Linked DNA regions of Mus musculus: region 1 is linked to region 2. Evidence: chromatin contacts called from public Hi-C data. All regions are on one chromosome and are shown on one strand. The core of a region is the stretch at or near the end of the contact, and the rest is flanking DNA. Distances in the headings are between cores, read along the strand shown. Region 1 overlaps Trmt44 (tRNA methyltransferase 44). Region 2 holds the start of Cpz (carboxypeptidase Z).

The links. A called contact is a pair of places that touch in the nucleus more often than the background predicts.
Region 1: a Hi-C map of the HPC-7 cell line shows a contact between it and region 2, with 6 times the contacts expected there. The contact joins the enhancer-like site here to the promoter of Cpz in region 2. A contact is called at or near these places in 14 of 39 promoter capture datasets (the 3T3-L1 cell line, 3T3-L1-derived adipocytes, the HPC-7 cell line and 10 more), 5 of 15 datasets of contacts at CTCF or cohesin (the G1E-ER4 cell line, the NIH/3T3 cell line, embryonic stem cells and 1 more), 110 of 484 Hi-C or Micro-C datasets (the 3T3-L1 cell line, 3T3-L1-derived adipocytes, the AML12 cell line and 59 more), 15 of 115 datasets of contacts at active chromatin or transcription factors (the HPC-7 cell line, astrocytes, cardiomyocytes and 8 more) and 4 of 9 other capture datasets (adipose tissue, embryonic stem cells, embryonic tail and 1 more).

Annotation. Positions count from the first base shown.
Region 1 is chr5:35,557,327-35,562,974 of GRCm38.p6, forward strand. It overlaps Trmt44 (tRNA methyltransferase 44), which reads right to left. Exons shown (of 11, transcript NM_030208.3): 10 at 5,166-5,282; 11 at 1-729. The coding sequence ends at 500. Among named protein-coding and RNA genes, the nearest start is that of Trmt44, 15 kb to the right of the region's middle. Within about 2 kb of position 2,020, at least 37 of the 459 cell types and tissues checked have an H3K27ac peak or open chromatin away from gene starts, as enhancers often do. A contact at or near this core is called in the G1E-ER4 cell line, the HPC-7 cell line, beige adipocytes and 5 more, where this site is marked.
Region 2 is chr5:35,524,170-35,530,239 of GRCm38.p6, forward strand. It overlaps Cpz (carboxypeptidase Z), which reads right to left and starts at 1,457. Exons shown (of 11, transcript NM_153107.2): 1 at 1,264-1,457. The coding sequence starts at 1,366.

The DNA of each region.
Region 1 (5,648 bases), core at 770-3,269, 34 kb after region 2:
TGCTCCTTTTTGTGTAAGACTGAAAACAAATTTAAATGGAAATGATTTTTCCTGAAAGGAAAAACTGTCCAATAGCCCTGGGGAGAAGGTTCTAAAGAGAAGGATCAGGTGGAGACAATGTTCACAGTCATGCCTCGAACACCGGGTGGCTGGGAGTGACTCTGGAAGCTGTTCTCTGTAGGACTCTGATAATGACTTCAGAAAGCCCTGTGCCTCTGCTTGCAGCGATCCTGTGACCATGCTGCAGAGAGCTTCTCTGCAGAGGAGACCTGGGGCACACAGCCCCAAGAATGAGAAGGTCAGATCTGCAGAGGCTGACATGATAGCTCTGGCACCAGAGCAGTCATAAAGGGCTGAGCAGGCTCCACTGCCTGCAGACACGTCCCAGTGACTGACAGTGGCTGTGCACACCAACAGCTCATACTGAAGCCAACCCAGCCCCAGCGTGAAGTCATCAGGACAAGGGAAACCAACAGCTAGAGAACACTGAAGAGGTGACTCAGGGAGCCTGCCTCTGCTTCTTCAAGGTCTGTGACAGGCGCAGCTCTTCGGGCCCATGGGCAAAGGGGCATTGGGCAGCAGGCAGTACGCAGCCATCAGGATGGTGGGCGAAGAACCAGCAGATCCGAGTCTTGAACACTGCTGCAGACAGGTTCTGCTTGGCTTCTGGAGGCTTTCCCCTCTGCAGCTCCTGCCGCCAGTCACGGATGTGAACGCGCCCATTCAGAACTGAGGTTTAGAACAAAGAGACAAAGCCTAAGACTTTAGCTTGAGTGTCATTAGTATACAGGGATTGACAAACGCCACCTTGTGGAGAGTCCTGCCTCAGGGGACCTGGATGCACAGTGTATAGTAGTCAGGAATAGCCACAGTGGCCTGCTGAGCTTTGTCACTTCATTTTGAGGAGCCAACAGCTCTGTGTGAAACTCAGCCAAAGCAAGCAAACCTTCCAGTCCTCCCCAGTCCTGTAAAACTACCTGTAGCCAGGGTGGCGGGAGGAATAACGGTGCCTCATTGAGGAAGTCTGGCTCCCCGACTTCCAGAACTGACCGAGTGTGTGTGTGTGAATGCAGCTTCCTGTCAGCTCTGGGATCCCCTGTGCTATGGCCTCAGGGAGCCTGGCTGCTGCCAGAAGTCAATATTTCCCTTGGAAACCTGAGCGGTGCGTCCTGAGAGGACCCTAAGGCACAGGGCATGAGGAGGGGTTTGTTGTCAGGGATGGCTTGAAGCCCCCACAGTCAAGTGACACCACATGCAACTAGCTCCCTTCGGCTGAGGTTTGTCTTTCCTGAACTAAAGCCCAGGTTAGGGTCACTTCAGGACACTTAGAAAGAAATTTCTCAAAGCAGAACCTCCCACCACAGCAAAGGACTGTCACTGTGACAGAACTCTCTAAACTGTGCCCAGAGGAGCCTCAAGGGCATCTTCCTGAAGCATCAGGACACTTGTCTGTGAGTGGCCAGAAGTCTCTGTCCCTGCAGGAAGTTCTGACATGTTTGAGCAATCTGAGGTCAACAGTAGACTTGAAGCCTGCCCTCAATGCTGGCTTGGGCCTTCCCTATGGACATGGTGGCCAGCAGGAGAGCCTCCCTGGATGCTTGTGAACTAATAGCGTGTCTAGCCACATGCTGGGTCACCTGGTCAGACCAGTCAGTAAGTATAAAGTCCAAATGGGAGCACTAAGAGCAGAAGAAGCCTGCAGAGGAAGCAGCGAGGTGTCTAGTATGCACAGCATGCTAATGTGCCCAGCTTATACCAGGATGCCAGGCCACTTCCTGTCAGCCGCACAGCCCTCACTCTGGAAAGATGGTGCCAGGCACCAAGAGGGGTGGCCCTCCAAGGCACATGCCATCCATCCAAGTCAGACCACCAACAGCTCTCCTCTGGGAAATGTGCTACTAATTTACAATGGAATCATAGGAACACATTTGTTGCCTTCTCAACCCCCAACTCTTGCCTTCTGCTGGACTGCAAAGCAGCAAAGAAGGCTCCACTCAGCAGCTGCTCCACAACAGCTCTCATTAGCACATGCTGAGAACAGGGAACAGAAAGAACACCGAGGTACTCTGTCTTCTGGAGTACCAGCACTAGGGTTTCTTCTGGCCTGGACTGTCAAACCCACCGGTGACCATGGTAAGTCACCAATTCCTCTAAGCTATGCCTAAGTCCTCTAGATGAAGAGGCCACTTCAGCAGCAGATAGGAAGAAACAACCATGAAGGCCCCTGGAAGGGGCAGAGCCAAGATAGGGTCAGTTCTGATATGGCGTGGACACTATGCACGTGAGCCGACCTTAAGCCATCTGAAAGCCTAGCTTCCTGCCAGAGCCACATTAGCTTAAACCAAAACAGCACAGCAGCCAGAGATAAGCCCCAGCTTTAGCACATATTTTCTGCATGACTGCAAAGAGTGTTCACGTGACGCTGGATCCCTAGCCTTCTACTCAGAAATGATTTCAAAAATAACTGCCCCCCACCAGCAAACCGCACAGAAAAGTGGTTAACCCCATACACGCATATTCACACAAGACAGGAGAGACCATCCTTCATAAAGTCAAAGAAAACGCGAGGTGCCTCAGGCTGTAGTGTGTTAACTGATTAAAGCTTTCTAAGTAGGCATAGACCTTGGGCACTGAGTGGTTCACCTGGCCGTCTGGTGTGCGGCTCATGGTTTCAGCAGTGCCTCCAGGGGCATGGTAGGCCATTTCTGCACCTACTACAAGCAGCATTCAACCAAGTGAGGGCCAGGTAGTAGGACAGAACCATATTCAACTTCTCAAGGACAATTGGACCACCCAAGGGCAGCTGTGTAGACTCCTACAGCCATGCCCTCACATGAGAGCGCCTGACACCCATGTTCCCATGTGTACACACACAGGCAATGAGTACATACATGTTCAAATACATTGTACATGGGACAGCACACATCTATGCTCAAACATATGAGGCAGCACACACCTCATGGAAGAGGAACATGGGGTCCTCTCATCCTTGGGCCTAAGGTCTGTGGGGTGAGATTGGACCAACTTTTCCAACACCTGTGTCCCTCCATCATCATCAGTGAGTGGCCCTTTGTGGATTAAGACTGATCCCCAACCTGACTCCAAGTCCCAGGCTGTTAGGATGAGGTGCACTAGGCTGGCCTCTCAGCCTCGGATGGTGCCCACAGGGGAACGAGAACCAGTGTTGGGCTGAGAGCAGCTCATACCATCACCTAGATCCATGGAGCTCAACACTGCAGTCTGAGACACTTGACAGGGACCTTGGGCCAGTGTGCCACAGGTCCCAGAAGCAGAGACACCGTAACCAGGCTGCTCCTTCCCAGGCCACCTGGGTACCAACCGTCTGTGCTAGTCATAGAAGGCACAGTTCTCTGGGTACTGCAGCAGTCTGGTACCCAACCCAGACACACCACCCCACTGACGAAAACTCTCCTGGGCCTCCTCACTTCCAGGTTCTTCTCCTCTCCTGGGCCTCCTCACTTCCAGGTTCCTCTCCTCTCCTGGGCCTCCTCACTTCCAGGTTCCTCTCCTCTCCTGGGCCTCCTCACTTCCAGGTTCCTCTCCTCTCCTGGGCCTCCTCACTTCCAGGTTCCTCTCCTCTCCTGGGCCTCCTCACTTCCAGGTTCCTCTCCTCTCCTGGGCCTCCTCACTTCCAGGTTCCTCTCCTCTCCTGGGCCTCCTCACTTCCAGGTTCTATGTCAACCTGACATAAGCTATAGTCATTAGAGGAAGCAACCTCAACTGAGTAAATGCCTCTAGAAGACTGGGCTGCAGGCAAGCCTGTAGGGCATTTTCTTAACTAGTGATGTGGGTAGAACCATTCCTGGGTTGGTGGTCCTGGGTTCTACAAGAAAGCAGGCTGAGCAAGCCATGGAGAGCAAGCCAGTAAGCAGCACCCTTTCCACAGACTTTGCATCAACTACTGCCTCCAGGTTCTCACTGGTTTGAGATCCTATATTGATTGACTTTCCTCAATGGACTGTGATTTGTAAGCCAAATACACTCTTTCATCCCTGTAGTGGTTTGATTGGTCCAAGGAGTGACTGGTACTAGGAGGTCTGGCCTTGTTGGAGTAAGTGTGGTCTTGTTGGAAGAAGTGTATCATTGTGGGCATGTGCCTTAAGACCCTTATCCTAGCTGCCTGGAAGCCAGTCTTCTCCTAGCCATCTTCAGATGAAGATGCAGAACTCTCAGCTCCTCCTGCACCATGCCTGCTTGGATGCTGCCATGCTCTCACTTTGATGATACGGACTGAACCTCTGAACCTGTAATCCAGCCCCAATTAAATGTCATCCTTATAAGAGTTGCCTTAGTCATGGTGTCTGTTCACAGCATTAAAATCCTAACTAAGATACTCCCCAAGTTATTTTTGGTTATGGTGTTTATCAGAGCCATAACTAAGACATGGGGCATACTTTTAGGAGAGACACAACCCCCCCCCCATGAAGTAGGAGTGGCCTGTGGAGAGAGCTGGTAAGAGGACTTGGCTCCTGCAGCTCTTCTCGCCCTGTGCTATTTCTACACACTCATGAATTTACAGTGCTGTCTCTATACTCCAGGCCTGTGGGTAGACATTGTCATACTCCATTCTCCATCCTTAGACTAAACACTCCTGCAGGACAGGGACTGAGCCACAACCCATGAAGAATGGGCCCTTTTATCTCTGGAGGTATGGGATCCCTCCCAGTGCTGAAGGTATCAAGCAGAGACTAGAAGGCTCATGTCCCCAACCTGACTGATGGACTCTACAGCTCCATGTGCTTCTGGTTGCAGGTTGCAGAGGTGAACCAATGTTCTGTGGTGACACAAGATACAGCCAGCAAGCTTTGCAGCTAACCACCTTCCCTGTGTGAGGACCAGGCATCAAAGAAGCAATGGAGTCCAGGGGCATATCCTAGAAAGGAGCTGTCTGGACCAAGGCACAGGAGTCTGAGTAGAGGCTGGAGTGTGTCTAGAGAGAAGGGTAGCTATGGTCTCACCCTACAAGTTGGTGTAGGCACAGGGATTGCCACACTGTCCTCTTGGTCCTTCTGATCATCCAGGATGCCCCTGAGTATCACAACCCCCTCCCGGGGGACAGAAAGCAAGTGCTATAGACGCACAGGGAGGAACCTGCTCTGGGGACAAGCAGGAAGGGCAGTGTATGGCGACCTTAGAGATTTTACCTTCAAACACTTGATGGCTATTCTTGAGAAGGGTCTGTAGGCCTCCACACTCCCGCTTCAGCCGCTGCAGCGTCTCTGAGTTTAGTTCTGCAGCCACTTCTGCCAAGGAAAGGCTCCCTGTGGGAAAGCAGGTTTCCACAAATAGCCCAGATTACACGCCTAAACCAACAGAGACTGCTGGGTCCCAAAGCCAATCCTGAAGCTTCAAGCATGCTTCTGCTGCAGGACCCCATGAATGCAGTTTAATGAATCCCTATTATACAACCACCCCAGCCACAGAGACAGTGTGCCAGCATGCAGGACCACATGCTTCTACTCTGCAGGCTGAGCATCAAGTAAGTCTATCAACACCTGGTGGGTGGCCCAGCCACCAAGAGATATGGCTCAGAGCTGAGGGGGCAGGAACAACAGGCAAGCTTCTAGCTCTGTCTCTTGGCCAAGCTGTCAGAGCTTTGCAGGACATTGCCCACGTGAGCCAGGCAC
Region 2 (6,070 bases), core at 207-2,706:
GTGGCCACCTTTAGACGTGCAGCCTGGGTGGAAGTTGCCGGGCTGACCCAGAAATTTCCAGATCTGAAAGCCTTCTAAACTTCCATGCATGTGCCTATAGAGGAAGACTGGACCCAAAGTTGTCCCTCCCTCCAGAAATATTCCCTGATGTGTCGTGGTTCTCAGCCCAGGCAGGGACAGAGCTCACCTGCGTGTCCTGTCTCAGTGAGGAAATGGGTGTCTGTAAGGCAGCCTTGGGCTGGGGCTAGTACTCCTGGTGCGGAGCAGGCCAGGAAAGGCTTCCTGTAGCAGGTTTTGAATCTATGCATTTTCTGGGATACCAAAGGTTCAGAGAAAGGCCCTCCACTGAAAGTTCTAGCAGCGCTCCACAGCCATGCTCTGCACACAGGCCCAAACATGCTTGCACATGTACACACTTGCCCACTGACCTGTATTTTACTTGTCTATCCTACAGGAGGATGGATAGAGGGCTGGGGGAGGCCAAGGGTAGGGAGGAAGCCCCAGGCTGAGGGCAAAGAAAAGAGGCATTGTGTAGCTGGAGCAGACAGCCTCTCAGGTGACCACAAATCTTAGCTCTTAAAATTCTACAGCTGATACCATGGGCTCCAAAGACCCTAGGGGCTCCGACTAGACTCAGGTGGCTGTTGTTGATAAAGACATAAAGGATGTGAACTAAATGTATCCCCAACCAAATAAGAGGGAAACTGGAGCCCAACTTCTGGAGGGGCAGAGGCACCAGAACGGAGTCCAGAACTCCAAACCCATCCTCAGGACCCTCCGTTGTGATCCCTGGGTGTCCCTCCTTCTCCCTGTCCTATCCCTGCCGAAACATTCCACCCTTCTCAGGGCTACTTCCGGAAATAAAAAGTTATCCTCATTGCAGCCAGGAGTTTTGAAGTCAGGAGTCTGCTGTGGCCAGCACCTACCCATTCCTGGAAGGACAGGGGACTCAGACCGCCTTGTCCTGAAGTCCTGGCACCTGCTCACTCTGACCTACTTTCGGATCCCACCAGGCCAGGTGCCTGCTCTGCCGTGGCGGTGCTGGATGCCTGCAGCCGAACCGTCTCCCCCGGGGTCTCTGGCTCAGATGCTGAGACAGCTCAGTGCCCCAGCAAAGTTTTCTGTACTGGCTAAGGTCTCAATGTGGCACCTTCAGGATATTCTACCCAGGTGACAGAATGCGACCTACAAGGAGAGAAAAGTTCCCAGGTGGCTGGAGAAAGGGGTATCTAAATCTACCCACAGGGGCGGCTGGGACCCTACCGGAGGGGTCGGGTCCAGGCGAGCAGCTGGGGCTGGGGCGCGCGGCAAGGGCCAGCACGGCCAGCGCAGCCAGCGCGGCCAGCAGCAGCGGCATTGTCGGCATGGTGGGCACAGATGCACGGATGCGCGGGAGGGCGCAGTGATGTGGCACTCGGGGAGCGCGAGAGGCGCTGCTGGGCCCTTCGGCTGAGGAGGGGGGGAGGGGTGAGGAGCGGGCTCAGGAGTCGGGTTACAACCGGCAGCGCCAGACACTGGAGAAGGGATTCTAACGGGGAGGAGGAGGAAAGGCAGATAAAAGCCAACCTGCCCCCTAACCCTCCAGGAACTCCGCCTCCTAAAGAAAGGGACTTGCCCTCTTATGGGAGGCTCTGGGGAGCTAGTCGTCAAATGCTTGCTGATTTGGCCTAAAGACTTTGATTTGTGGGCGGGTGGAGACAGCATCAGAAGTAGAGATGGGTCCTGGCCCAGAGCTGACCCCAGCTGGAAGTGAGCCAGGCCTTGGTCAGAGCCAGCTAAATGAGGTTGACTGGGTCTCTCATGCCTGTCCCCTGTGTGGATTCTCTCCCAGGGAAGCTGCGTGTGGAGCCAAGGTGCTGGTACCATCGCACCCCTGCCTTGATGCTGTCAGTGCTCTGATCCTCTGTGTGGGGCTGTGTTCCAGAAAAGTCCCCCGAACTTTGATTCCACCACTTGCAGGACCCAGCAGGGACCTAGCTCAGAGGACCTTCCTGAAGGATTGTGCATCTACCCCAGAAGGTGGCCTGAAGGCAATGTCATGAGGTGGGGAGGCAACAGCCCACTGGTGACCAAACTCTAGAGACTCCTATACAGCTGGTCCCCAGCCCTCGCCTTCCCCCACTTAGAACTCACTGGGTAGATCGCTAAGGCTGCCAGCACCCAAGGAAAGATGGCCAGGAGCTCTGTGTGCTCTCCTTCTAGGCCTTACCATTTGGTGCAGGACAGACCCTGACACAGATGTCTAGCTCTGTGCAAATCTGCCTGCCAGCCCCTTCTCACTGCCCCACTGCTATGGTCCAGTCAGTGTGCACATGTCACAAGCTTGGGGACAATACCTGTGGGACACCAAGGTAGCACTTAGTAGAAGTATTTGGCCCAGATGACATTTGGGGCCATATGCCTTCATGGGCATCCTTTATCAACTGTCCTGGATAGCTGGAGGCTGTGGACAAGCCACTTAGCCTTGGGTGAAAGGTTATAGTCTGTCACTGAATGAGATCCTCCTACTCACAGGGTGCACAGTCCACTTCCATAGCTCTTCAAGTCAGAGCCCTTCAAGGTAGCAGGGCCATACCCACCTCAGCTCAGCTTTTCCCTTGCAAGGGCACTTATTGTCACACCCTCCAGTCCAGTCCGCTTGACAGGCTGAGAAGCCTAAAGCCACTCATGAGGCAAAGAGTTTCATAGAAACTCACCTCCTGGAGTTTTGGTGTTATCATTTACCCACATACTCATACTCTATTCCCGCGTTAGTCTGGTGTATGGAACTATGAGTTCTCTTTTAACCATAAAAGAGCCAGGGAATCCCACTGAGATAGAAATCTTTAGTACAGGCTACATTGCATATTAGAAGCAAGTTGGTGAATTCTCCTGACAAATGAAGATTCTCCAGTTACTTAAAAGTTACACTCATATAAGAATTTAGCAAGGCCTAGGAATTAGGGGGGTTGTGATATTGCATTATTCTTGAGGTCTGCCAAGAGCAGTACCCCCTGGTGCTAGCCTTCACAAGGTTCAAAGGTATAACACTAGAATGTGAAATCCTTACCTGTCACTAAGCGACCCTAGGCAGGACTGCTTTATCTTTACTGTAAACATTTACCTGGTTCCTGTAAGTCCCTTTGTAGTCATTCCTTTGTTTTGTATCAGGTAACTTCAATGTACCTTGCCTGCTGTGACTTCTGACCCCTTGTATTTTCTGTACTATATAAGACTGATGTTCACTTTGTGAGAATACATTCAGATTCTACACAATCTCTCATGTTGGTCTGTCTGTCACTCTACCGATGCTTTGCCCAGAGACCCATTCCACGCAGACAAAGGGACCCTGAGGGTCTGCGGCAACTTATGTCTGCCCACTAGCCTCCCAAGCTCCTACCTTTGACCTTCCCTTTGGAGGGGCTCCTGGCTAAGGCCCTCATCTCTGAGTCCAGCTGGCAGTGGGCAGGCTGTGGGAACTGCGGGTCTGCTGCTATCCCCTTCTGCCAGCAGGTTTGAGTCTCACGCACAAAAGCATGCAGCTGTGGGACCTGGCTGTGCAGCCCTCGGTGGGGGCTTGGTCTTCATCCTCAGCAGTACATAGGAACCCATGCAGCTTAGAGACCACAGCCCTTCCGACTTGATAAAATAGGCTCCACAGAGCTACCATCATCACCCTCCAGACCCCAGATGTCCTGGCACCAAGATCTCCCTTCTAACCCAACCTCTGGCTCATCAGCCAAGACAATGCAGTCCCCCTATTAAGCTATTCTTCAAGAGGAAGACACAGACAGGGTTACACTTTCCCAATGGAGAAGGGACTGCATCCTCTCCATCTGACTGAAGCTCTAGACCAGAGCAGGCAGCCAGGCACAACAGAGGCCTCAGGACAGAGCAGCTTCTGCACGGCCAGGATTGAGCTAGGTGACCAGCAGGGGAAGCTCGAGGGTGTCTACACAAGCCTCAAAGCCTGGAGCAGGAAGAGAGGCTCCACAGGAGCATAGCCACTGTCCTCCCAGCTATGAATGGACACCCCTTCCCCTCCCCCAAGCTTGGCCAGCCTGGGCACTCTCCACTGCCTTAAAGTGATGGACACAGCAGGGAGTAGGAGCACACAGGTGGGGTGTGTCACTCCCTGGCCCCTGATGATGCTGGATGTGTGGCTTCCAGGGTACTCATATCAGGGTAGGTACCAAGCAAGGCCCTGAGGGCAGCAAGGCCTCAGACAACAGCCACCAGGTAGCAAGGAGAGTGTTGGGGTCTATGACGTTGCTGGCAACCTAGGCTTAAGGGCTCTGAGTGGGGTTAGCTGGAGGTGTTGGGAGGGGCTTGCTACACACAGGAAGTAGGAGGTGGCTTCTTCAAAGAAGGCTAGAGCCAGAGCCCCTGTGGAGGGCTGAGAAACCTGAGCACAGAGCTTTAGAGAAGGGTCAGGTTGGGAGTGGGCAGCCATCCATACACAACACAGCTCTCACCCCCAAAACAAGGAGATGACACTTGAGCCAAACTTGAGTTACTGTAGCCCAGACAGCACCCCTAACTAAAAACAGGTTTCATGATGTTTTTGCAATTACAGAGACGCACCAATCAAGGTACTGGCCACATGCCTTGGTAGTAGGTGGGACAGTCTCTGCTATAAGTCTCAGCTGTGGTCTGATGACATTATTAGCCCGTGGGTTTGTAGAAGCTAGTGGTCTGTCAAGACAGCCTAGAAGGTTTCACTGGTAGTCACAAGATTGCTAGGTCATACACAGTGGGGCACCAAATAGCCGTCAAGGGAGCTAAAGATAGCCCAAGGTAATTTGACTGTATACCTACAGTTGATTTAGACCTTAACCCTTTAACACACAGATGTGTTCTCCCCCTGGGAACATATCTGTTCACCAGGCAAAGTAGAAGGACTTTCAGGCTGGGCAATAGAAGGCACAGAGCTAAGGGTGCGAAGGTTTCCAGATCAGCCTACCTTAGCAGAGTATCCATGGGGCCATCCATGGCCATCCATGAGAACCCCAGATGAGGAAAGCTGGAGTGAGGCACACAAGGAGACAGGGTGAGGTGAGCTTGACATGGCCCCTGACAGCATGGGAGACCTAGAGACAGGGAGTTAAAATCTCAAAAGGCTGAGACAGTCTGCACAGGAAGTGTCTGGCCCCTTGGTCCTTCTGCCCCTGACGCGAAGATTCAGTGACAATGTCTAAACCCTGAATAACTGAACAAGGAGCCCTGTCACACACCTTCCTCTTAAGCCACAGCAACCCAGACTCTGCAGGCTGAGGCCCACCAGCTTTCCCAGGAGTCCCTTCTGCTAGGTAGCCTCTGATGTGGCCAGATGTGAGGAAACCAAGGGGCCTGGCTGCTGTCTGGTCACAGGTGAGAACCCCAGGAATCCTACATGGCGACATGGGACAACAGCACAGTGGACACTTCACACAGGCTGGTCTCCAACACCTTTTGACTCAGACAGACCTGGCCTGAAAGGTGTGTAGGCCGAGGGCTCCAGGGAAAGAGGCCAGGGAGCAAAGATGGCGTCTCCTTACGTTGCTTGTCTCTGCCCCCCACCCACAGTCCCCCAGTGCATGTTGGCAGCTGTGGCCTTGGAAGCATTGCTAGCTCCACGTTGCCCGGTTGACTCTAGAGCACCATGCCTTGGAAAGGACCAAGTGCTTGTCCACATAGACTACACAGACCTGTGCTCAGATCCACCCCCGTGGACAGGGACGTTTGTCATTTATGAGATTGGAAATGAGGCTGATGATAGCTCTATCCTGTGACAGGATACAAGACAATATCCTTGGCACCTCAGACATGGAGAGGGGCCTGTGGATGTCAGGCTCCCTACAGATCCTTGGATGGGAGACCCCCGAGGCCTGTCATCCGAGGCCTCTGCTGCCCTGGGGGTTCCCACAACAGTGACCTTTTGATGAGACTCACTAGGTCACAATGTAGGAGCAAAGGAGATGATGAAGGACCCCCTAGAGGGGCTGGTCTTCCTGTCACTGGTTGTCGGTGTCTCTTCTATTCACTTCCAGTCACATCATGGCTGTAAACTGCATGCACAGGAAGGGGTGGTTAGGGTGATGGGAGGGAACTA